Regions from separate parts of the Danio rerio genome. Here region 1 is linked to region 2. The links are chromatin contacts, called in public Hi-C maps. All regions are on one chromosome and are shown on one strand. The core of a region is the stretch at or near the end of the contact, and the rest is flanking DNA. Distances in the headings are between cores, read along the strand shown.

What was found. Hi-C and Micro-C count contacts between places; a contact is called where the count stands out from the background.
Region 1: a contact with region 2 is called in a Hi-C map of embryo, with 1.8 times the contacts expected there. The contact joins the enhancer-like site here to the promoter of ebf3a in region 2. A contact is called at or near these places in 2 of 18 Hi-C or Micro-C datasets (embryo and gastrula embryo).

What each region holds. Positions count from the first base shown.
Region 1 is chr12:44,580,028-44,583,971 of GRCz12tu, forward strand. All of the region lies in intron 6 of ebf3a (EBF transcription factor 3a), which reads left to right. Among named protein-coding and RNA genes, the nearest start is that of ebf3a, 64 kb to the left of the region's middle. Within about 2 kb of position 1,299, at least 14 of the 62 cell types and tissues checked have an H3K27ac peak or open chromatin away from gene starts, as enhancers often do.
Region 2 is chr12:44,515,993-44,519,976 of GRCz12tu, forward strand. It overlaps ebf3a (EBF transcription factor 3a), which reads left to right and starts at 1,853. Exons shown (of 16, transcript NM_001080602.1): 1 at 1,853-2,466; 2 at 2,718-2,874; 3 at 3,195-3,258; 4 at 3,532-3,587. The coding sequence starts at 2,333.

The DNA of each region.
Region 1 (3,944 bases), core at 49-2,548, 63 kb after region 2:
ATTAAATTAAGTGTGAAATCAAAATTGACTATGTTTATTTTTTATGTACATTGCTATTATTTAGATAAATAATTAATTTGTGCAATTAATCCACAAAAAACAATAATAATTTTGGTCAACTTTAAAGTTGAACAATTTGACTGTCCTCTTATGACATCAGTGTGATGGTTTCAGCTACAATATTCATAGCCACGCCCCTCTAACCGTTAGTTTGCCACAAGTGAATGATGTGCAAAAAAAAAGCCCCACCTCCTACTCAATATTCGCTTGTTAAATCGGCTTCCGGGTCCAAGCGCTATATCAAACTGTATGGCGAGACTCATCATATGGTAATAATAAACGTTTACAAAGTAATACTTTAAAAAATCACGATCGCAATATATATGTCCGTGCCTAATATCCGATGGCCGGAAAGTGATACATTTTTTATAAATTGTTAAAATAGAGATGTTTGTAATGCAGCAAGTCCAGAAACTGATGTGTAAACCACGGTTTTATATAAAATTCACTTAATTACTGTGTAATTTGACTAAAAAGTAATTATAAACAAATATTTTCTCAATTTAAATGAGTAGCGGCTTGACCCTAAAACAATATTTCATGTCACCGATATATCACAACTTGACTTAAGCAGATTGAGAGTATGTTAACATACTGAAATAAAAGTCTCGGACATGTCCTATCCACTCAGGCTTTAACTGTTATTTAACCATTTAGAGCAGTGTTTCTCAACCACGTTCCTGGAGGACCAACAACACTGCATATTTTGGATGTCTCCTTTGTCTGTCACACTCCATACAGGTCTTTTAGTCTCTGCTAATGAGCTGATGATCTGAATCAGGTGTGTTTGATTAGGGAGACATGGAAAATGTGCAGAACTGGTGGTCATGGTTGAGAAACACTGCATTAGAGTTAATTTATTAGTTTTTACAAATTTGTATTAATTCCCGTTACATTTCCTTACATTCAAATCACTACCTCAATACAAATTGAGCAGATCTCCACTGAATTTAAAGCCATTCTACATTATATTTCCGCACAACCTTGCAGCACACACACACACTTGTGTTCAGATCTGTTCATATCAGAGCCTCTTGTCTGGGCAGTGATAAATAGACCAGGGTTATCATCTCTTACTCTCTCCCACTCTCTCTCTCTTTTCTCAGCCTCTGTCAGTCTTATGAAATAAGTGTTTTGTGGTGGCACCGAGCAGCCCTGGGTCAGGGTGTACTTGACTGAGAGACGGATGCGTATTAAGATAAATCACTCCGCGGAACAGCTGCAGAGGCCGAAGGTCACACATCAGACTCACCCTGCGCCGACTTCCTGCTTTACCGCTGTCAAAGGCCAAAGTCTGGGCCCCATATATCTGTACCATCACCACATCAGCCAGTCTAGCGCCTCTACATCTATATCCACTCGCTCAAGAGCAGTCTGGATATCCAGTGTGGTGCAAAAGTATTAAAGTACTAGCAAAAATGCTTTTTTTTCTATGCTTGTTGCAAGTTGTCCTTTTTTAGACGCATTTGCTATGTACGTAAAAATTAAGCAGACAAAATCTCAGTTTTGCTTCATTGGGAGCATGTATTTTCTATTAGCTTAAAGGGATAGTTCACCCAAAAATGAAAATGTGCTCACCATTTACCTCCCTCAAGTGGTTCCAGACTTTAATAAGTTTCTTTATTCTGTTAAACACAATATATATATATATATATATATATATATATATATATATATATATATATATATATATATATATATATATATATATATATATATTGAAGACATCTGAAAACTTGCAGCTATTAGCTCCATTAGTTATGTTTCCATCCAAACTTGTGGATTAACTTTCAAGATGTGGAAATAAGGCAGCGTTTCCATCCCATGAGTTAAAAATTCCAGATTATCTGGCGCCAAATATCAACTGGAAAAATGCAATTTGCTGCTTTAAGAGAAGCAGCATGAATCTTTTCTTTATTTAATAAATGACTTGCACCTCAGAAGACAATCCTGACACACAGTGAACACGCGGTGATGTCAGAGCAAAGATGCTCCTAATTCTGGAGGTCATTACTAATATAATAACACTAATATTGAGATAGTTATGGAATTTTAGAATGACCAAAACAACATTTCAAATGTTTTACAGTGTGCTCAGCCTGCTGGTTTGTCCATTAGCACACATTTTTATCATCACATGATCGCTTAAAACAAAGTTATATTTAATACACACACTGGAGTTTGTTCAGTAAAAGTGTTTCCATCGTAGTTTATGTGCATCTTTTCCTATCGAATAAAAAGTTTATCCTCAGTTATATACAGTTAAAAGATTTATGCACATCTTGGTGTTTCTATCAACCATTTTTTTTAGGTGCATCTCCAAATGAATATTAAATAAAATCGCATAAAATCGGTGGACGGAAACTTAGCTATCGACTTAAATAGTTTTCACGACATTCATTCTTCAATGGTAGGGTGTCACACCAAAATTCATCCCGCCACGGCTACATTACATCTTCTCATTCAAAACCTTCAGTCGCTGCATTTTTAAAATTGAAAAAAAAAAATGTTTATAGTGGGTTATAGTCAACCAAACGTTGATAACCAAACTAAAAATGTAACTGAATTATAACAGAGCCACCTTTTCTATAATCGTTTATAGCCGTTTCACTTTACTTCAAGATGCATCAATGCCAATCTGTAGGTCTATTAGAGATATTCATAAATATTCGTACCAAATCCAATAAATATTGGAGACATACTCGTCACATACACTTCACTTCGCACTTCAGTAGTGTTCATTTGAGAGCGCACAAGAACAGAGTATATAGAGGAATCAGAGAGTGAAATTCAATACCTTTTAAGGTATTTTTTAAGACTCTTTCCATACATTTTAAGACGTTATAACCACTTTAGGTTTCAACTGGAAACAATGGCGACATTTACCTTACAGTATATTTACTAAATATTAATGTAATCTAAAACTAAAACATTATTCATATACTGAATAAAAATCTATTTAATATAGCTAATTCAGTGTATAGAACTACAAAAATAATGGTGTTGGCTTCGTTACTGTGGTAAACAAAGCAGCAAATCTAGCAGGGTTTTATTAATTTCATAAACTACACAGCATCCTAATATTTGCAGATTTAATTCAGGCAACTTTAGCACACAACCATAGATTTCAAAATCAAAAATATTATAAAATTTAATACCTTGCAAAATAAAATTTAAGACTTTTCAAGGGCCTTAAATTTCTGTACATTAGTTTAGCAACTTTGAATAGTTTTTAAGACCCCACGGAAACCCTGAAGAGAATCTGTGCTTGAGCAGCCTTTTTTTTAAGGGCGTGCAAGTTTTGGGTATGAACAGAGGAAATCAGCACACAAACAAAGACAAACATGCTCGTGTGTTACATGAATATGATCTGGACTTTGTAATACTGTGCTCACAATATTTATCATTGAAATAACACCATAGGTAGTTGGAAGATCTGTGTAAAAGGCCTGCCACCAAGGCTGGAAAAAAATCCTAGAGGAAACACTGACTTCCATAGTTAGAGAAACTTTTTCCAGCTTTTTCTAAATAAACATTGGCTCGTGTAAAGGGGAGTAAAAGATGACAGAATTTTCATTTTCAGTTTAAACCAACTTCCAGTGGTTTTCCTCACTCCAGCCAAACTTAAAGCTAAAGGCCTCAAGTGACTTCCAGACCCGACTGTAGACCAATCCTTTCGTAAACGTCCACAAAATGTCACGTAGCGTTTGGGGAAATATACCTGCGCTCTCATTCATAACACCTGCTTTGTATTGCGCTTCCCAAAAAGCGGCACCATCATCACCCTAATTTCTTTAAGAGGGGATTCATGCAACATTGCACTAAGTGTTTTAGAAAGCATAATTGCCATGCAAATTCCAATCAGCGAGATTTATGATATTTAT
Region 2 (3,984 bases), core at 603-3,102:
GATCGTTACCTACGCGATGGGATTGTTGAACTTCTCTAGTCAACAGTATCAGATTTAAAGGGATTTAGACTAAAACCCTAATTTGGTAATCAGATTGAAATCGCTTTGGTGTGTAATCTGTATTAGAGATACTGCAGATTAGGCCTAGAGTTAGCAAACCTGAAATATTTATTATGGCAATATACAAGAATAACAAAATTATCATTTGATACAAACGTTAAATGATAATAAAAAAAAAAAAAAAACAGCACATGCCAAATAGGTCTCCGGATGCATTAGATTTATTAGTACACGCGTCATTTTTTTTTCTTTTTTTGAGAACAATGATTTATAATAACATTTCACGAGATTAAGATGAACGTATAATAATAATAATAATAATAATAATAATAATAATAATAATAATAATAATAGTAATTACAATAATCATTCAATGGCTAGAGTGTCATTTAACATTAGTTCACACAGGCATTCAGCGTATGCATAGATCAAAGTCAATGCGAATCATAGACACACACAAAAAAAGCATATCAATCTTAAATTGTCGTAAAATATAATTTTATTACTTACGTATTTAATTAGACGACGATGCAATGTGATGGATTTTGAGTCGAGGCAAGAGCAACAGCTTTGATAATTCACTTATCTTTGGCAATAGTCATTAACCCCCAACACTAGCAGAATAGATTGCTGTGTAAAACACATCTCTCTTCTCCTCTCTCCGTCCATCCATCCATCCCTCCCTCCAGCGCACATGGTCCCCAGATAACCAACATCGGACTTCCATTTTCTCCTTTTAATTCAAATATTAACATACATGCAGAGTCTGCCAATATCGAAGACACGAGCACCTTAGCAAATGAAAGAAAGAAAATGACCCTTATTGTCCCGATAAATGATTATATTTTTATTACAAAAGACATCCTACTTCTTGCGCATAGAAGGAGAGGGTGGACGCAATGTTTCCCCCGAGTCCTTTCACAGTTTCAGATGTAATTCTGCAATAATTTACAAAATTAACGCGTGTACGCGCTAGGACTAGGAGTTTGGCATCGCCTCGGCTCGCTCCACGAACGCAGAACGCAAAGTGTGTTTTAGGTTGGAGCAGTCAATGTTGCCATAATTTAGGACGCGCGCATTACGCCATTATGCAGATGCCCAGGGTGTTTATTATAAGGAGCATCTAGTCTTAAAATGCCAGTGCACCTTCTCGACTTGAGAGTAATCAGAGGAGAAACCGGTGAATCGATTTGCGTTTGTCAATTAGGCGCCAGGGACGTTTGGCACTGTCATTGCGACGATGGCCTTTCTGTTTTCTTTTTAATTCTGGAAAGCTGCTAGGAATTGGGTGGTCAGTGCTCCTTTTTTTATTATTATTATCGTTATTATTTCTATCCCCCCAACCCCACCACCCCCCTCTTTTGCACTCTATAAACTTGCATGGCAGTTTTAACCTCGCAGGATATATAGTTCCTGCGCGCCGCGCGCTTTATTTGCCGGCTTTCATTATCATTCATTTTTTTGTTCCTCTCTGATGATTACTTGACATGATGTTCACTGGAAAAGCAGCAGCAGCGGCAGTGACTCCACTCGCGTACGTACTCACGGTCCAAGCTTAAAGCCCAGCGACAGGAAGCGTCAATCCTCTCCATGTATGGGCAAAGCCCCGCCCACGTGCGCGTCATCCTCTGACAGCGTGGATCCCGTGGGTCTGGAGTTTTTGGCTCCCGGGAAAGGTTCCAGTCCTGGGGGATAGAGGGTTGAGTTTTGTATGCTTCCATCCATTCTGCAAAGACGCGCTAAAGGCCCCTCATCATCCTCTCCCGTGTCCGGGAACACCTCCACGGTGATCATTTACGCGTTTATTTGTCTTTTGGAGCCAGAAGTGGTGGATTCAGCAGTGTCCCGAAGCCTTTTTTGATGCTGTTGTTATAGGATGCCACCAAGCTAAGAGCATCATCACCATCATCATCATCATCATCAACAACAACAACAACAAGCGAAAGTTGCAAGAAATGTTTAACTGAATTAAAACAAGTCGAATATCCCGGCTATTTGCGCGACTTGTTCCACGGGAGGATCTCTCATCTATCCAAACAAGCTGCTGGAGAGGCTTGAGAATCTTTTACGCGCTGAATCGTTCATGTGGTGCCAACGCAGGACGGACTGAAGAAGGAGTCGGGACTGCTTTTTTTTCTCTTCTCTTCTTTTCGACAAATCCCAAACAAACTCTCACGGCTATCCGAAGGGGCTCTCGGAGAAACGACGCGCCCTCGCTCACACTCTCATTTCATCTCTTTGGCTGGAAGTGGGTTGCACGCGAACTGTTTTAATGTTTGGTATTCAGGAAAATATACCGAGAGGGGGAACCACTATGAAAGAGGAACCGCTGGGCAGTGGCATGAATCCGGTCCGATCGTGGATGCACACGGCTGGGGTGGTGGATGCGCACACGGCCGCCCAGAGGTACGTTTGCCAAATCATCCGATTTTTTAATGCATTTCTCAGATCGACCCCTAAATCCCCAATATGCCATGTATCAATTACACTCTCCCCATGCACCTCTTCGCCGCTTTCCCCTGTTCATTACATCATATTACAGTTTAAGTGACAAATCAAGAATTCTCCCATGTTTTCATTCTATCTACATCTATCTGTATCTCAAGTGTGTACGCCTGTTGTTTTAACCCACACTGGTGTCTTGTTTTCCCCCGCAGTGGAGTTGGTCTGGCACGGGCGCACTATGAGAAACAACCGCCATCCAACCTCAGAAAATCCAATTTTTTCCACTTCGTCCTGGCGCTTTATGACAGACAGGGACAGCCAGTGGAGATCGAAAGGACAGCTTTTGTGGACTTTGTGGAAAAGGAGAAAGTAAGCGCCACTCTGGAATACTGCTTTGAATTTTCAGCTAAAAAAGTTCCACATCTAGAATCTTTGGAAACACGTGCGCCGTAAAGCACTTTTGACGGATATCACAGAAAAGCAAAACACTAAACTAAATAGATACATGCATTACACACATTATTGCCGGGGATTGATACAAACTAGAAGTAGAGTTGCTGGATGAAAGCGTAAATGTGTTTCGGAGAACATGCATACAGACAAAATGCATGCATTTTATAAATATACAAAAATAAAATCTCAGCATTCCAGTAATGCCAATCTGACCCCAAACAAATGCTTATTTTCAGGAACCTAACAGTGAAAAAACTAACAATGGGATACATTACAAACTACAACTATTGTACAGCAACGGTAAGTGTAAATTTCTCTGTGTAGATTTACAAGTGTTTTCTTCACTCAGTGGAGTCATATTGACTTACATTTAGTTTACTTAAAATATGTTCAGTTTATTCCACAAATGTATTTCTAGTATAAAGCAAACCTTCGATTATAGTATATATAAATATTTTAAATAGTACATTTCAGGAATACATTCTGATTTTTTTCCCCGAGGAAACTTTGTGTAGATTTTTTTTCCTTCACAAGACTTTTTCCACATTGAAAAACACAAATAATTTCCCACAGGCGTCAGAACAGAACAGGATCTTTATGTACGGTTAATTGATTCCATGACAAAACAGGTAAGCACATTTATATATTTTCTCTTGCGTGCGTGTGTGTGTGTGTGTTTGTGTGTATTTAGTATATTTTATAACGTGTATGTTTAAGTTTCAGTTAAACATGCTTCGGTCACACACTGCCACATTTCTCTTAGTAAATACAGATTTAAGTAAATGCGTATTCTCGGAGATGCAGAGCATTTTATTCTTATTACTGAATAAAATAACTCGATTTATTCACATGTAGTAGTACTACTACTGTGGACACTGTAATGTAAAGCCGTGTCTCTGTTTTGGACTGCTCTGATTAATGGGGGGAGGTTATTTAGCAGATTTAATTTAATATGAATCACATTACCACGTTTTTCTTCTCGTGTAGCTTCATGGTAATTTATTGCGAATTAATGAAAAAGCGGGG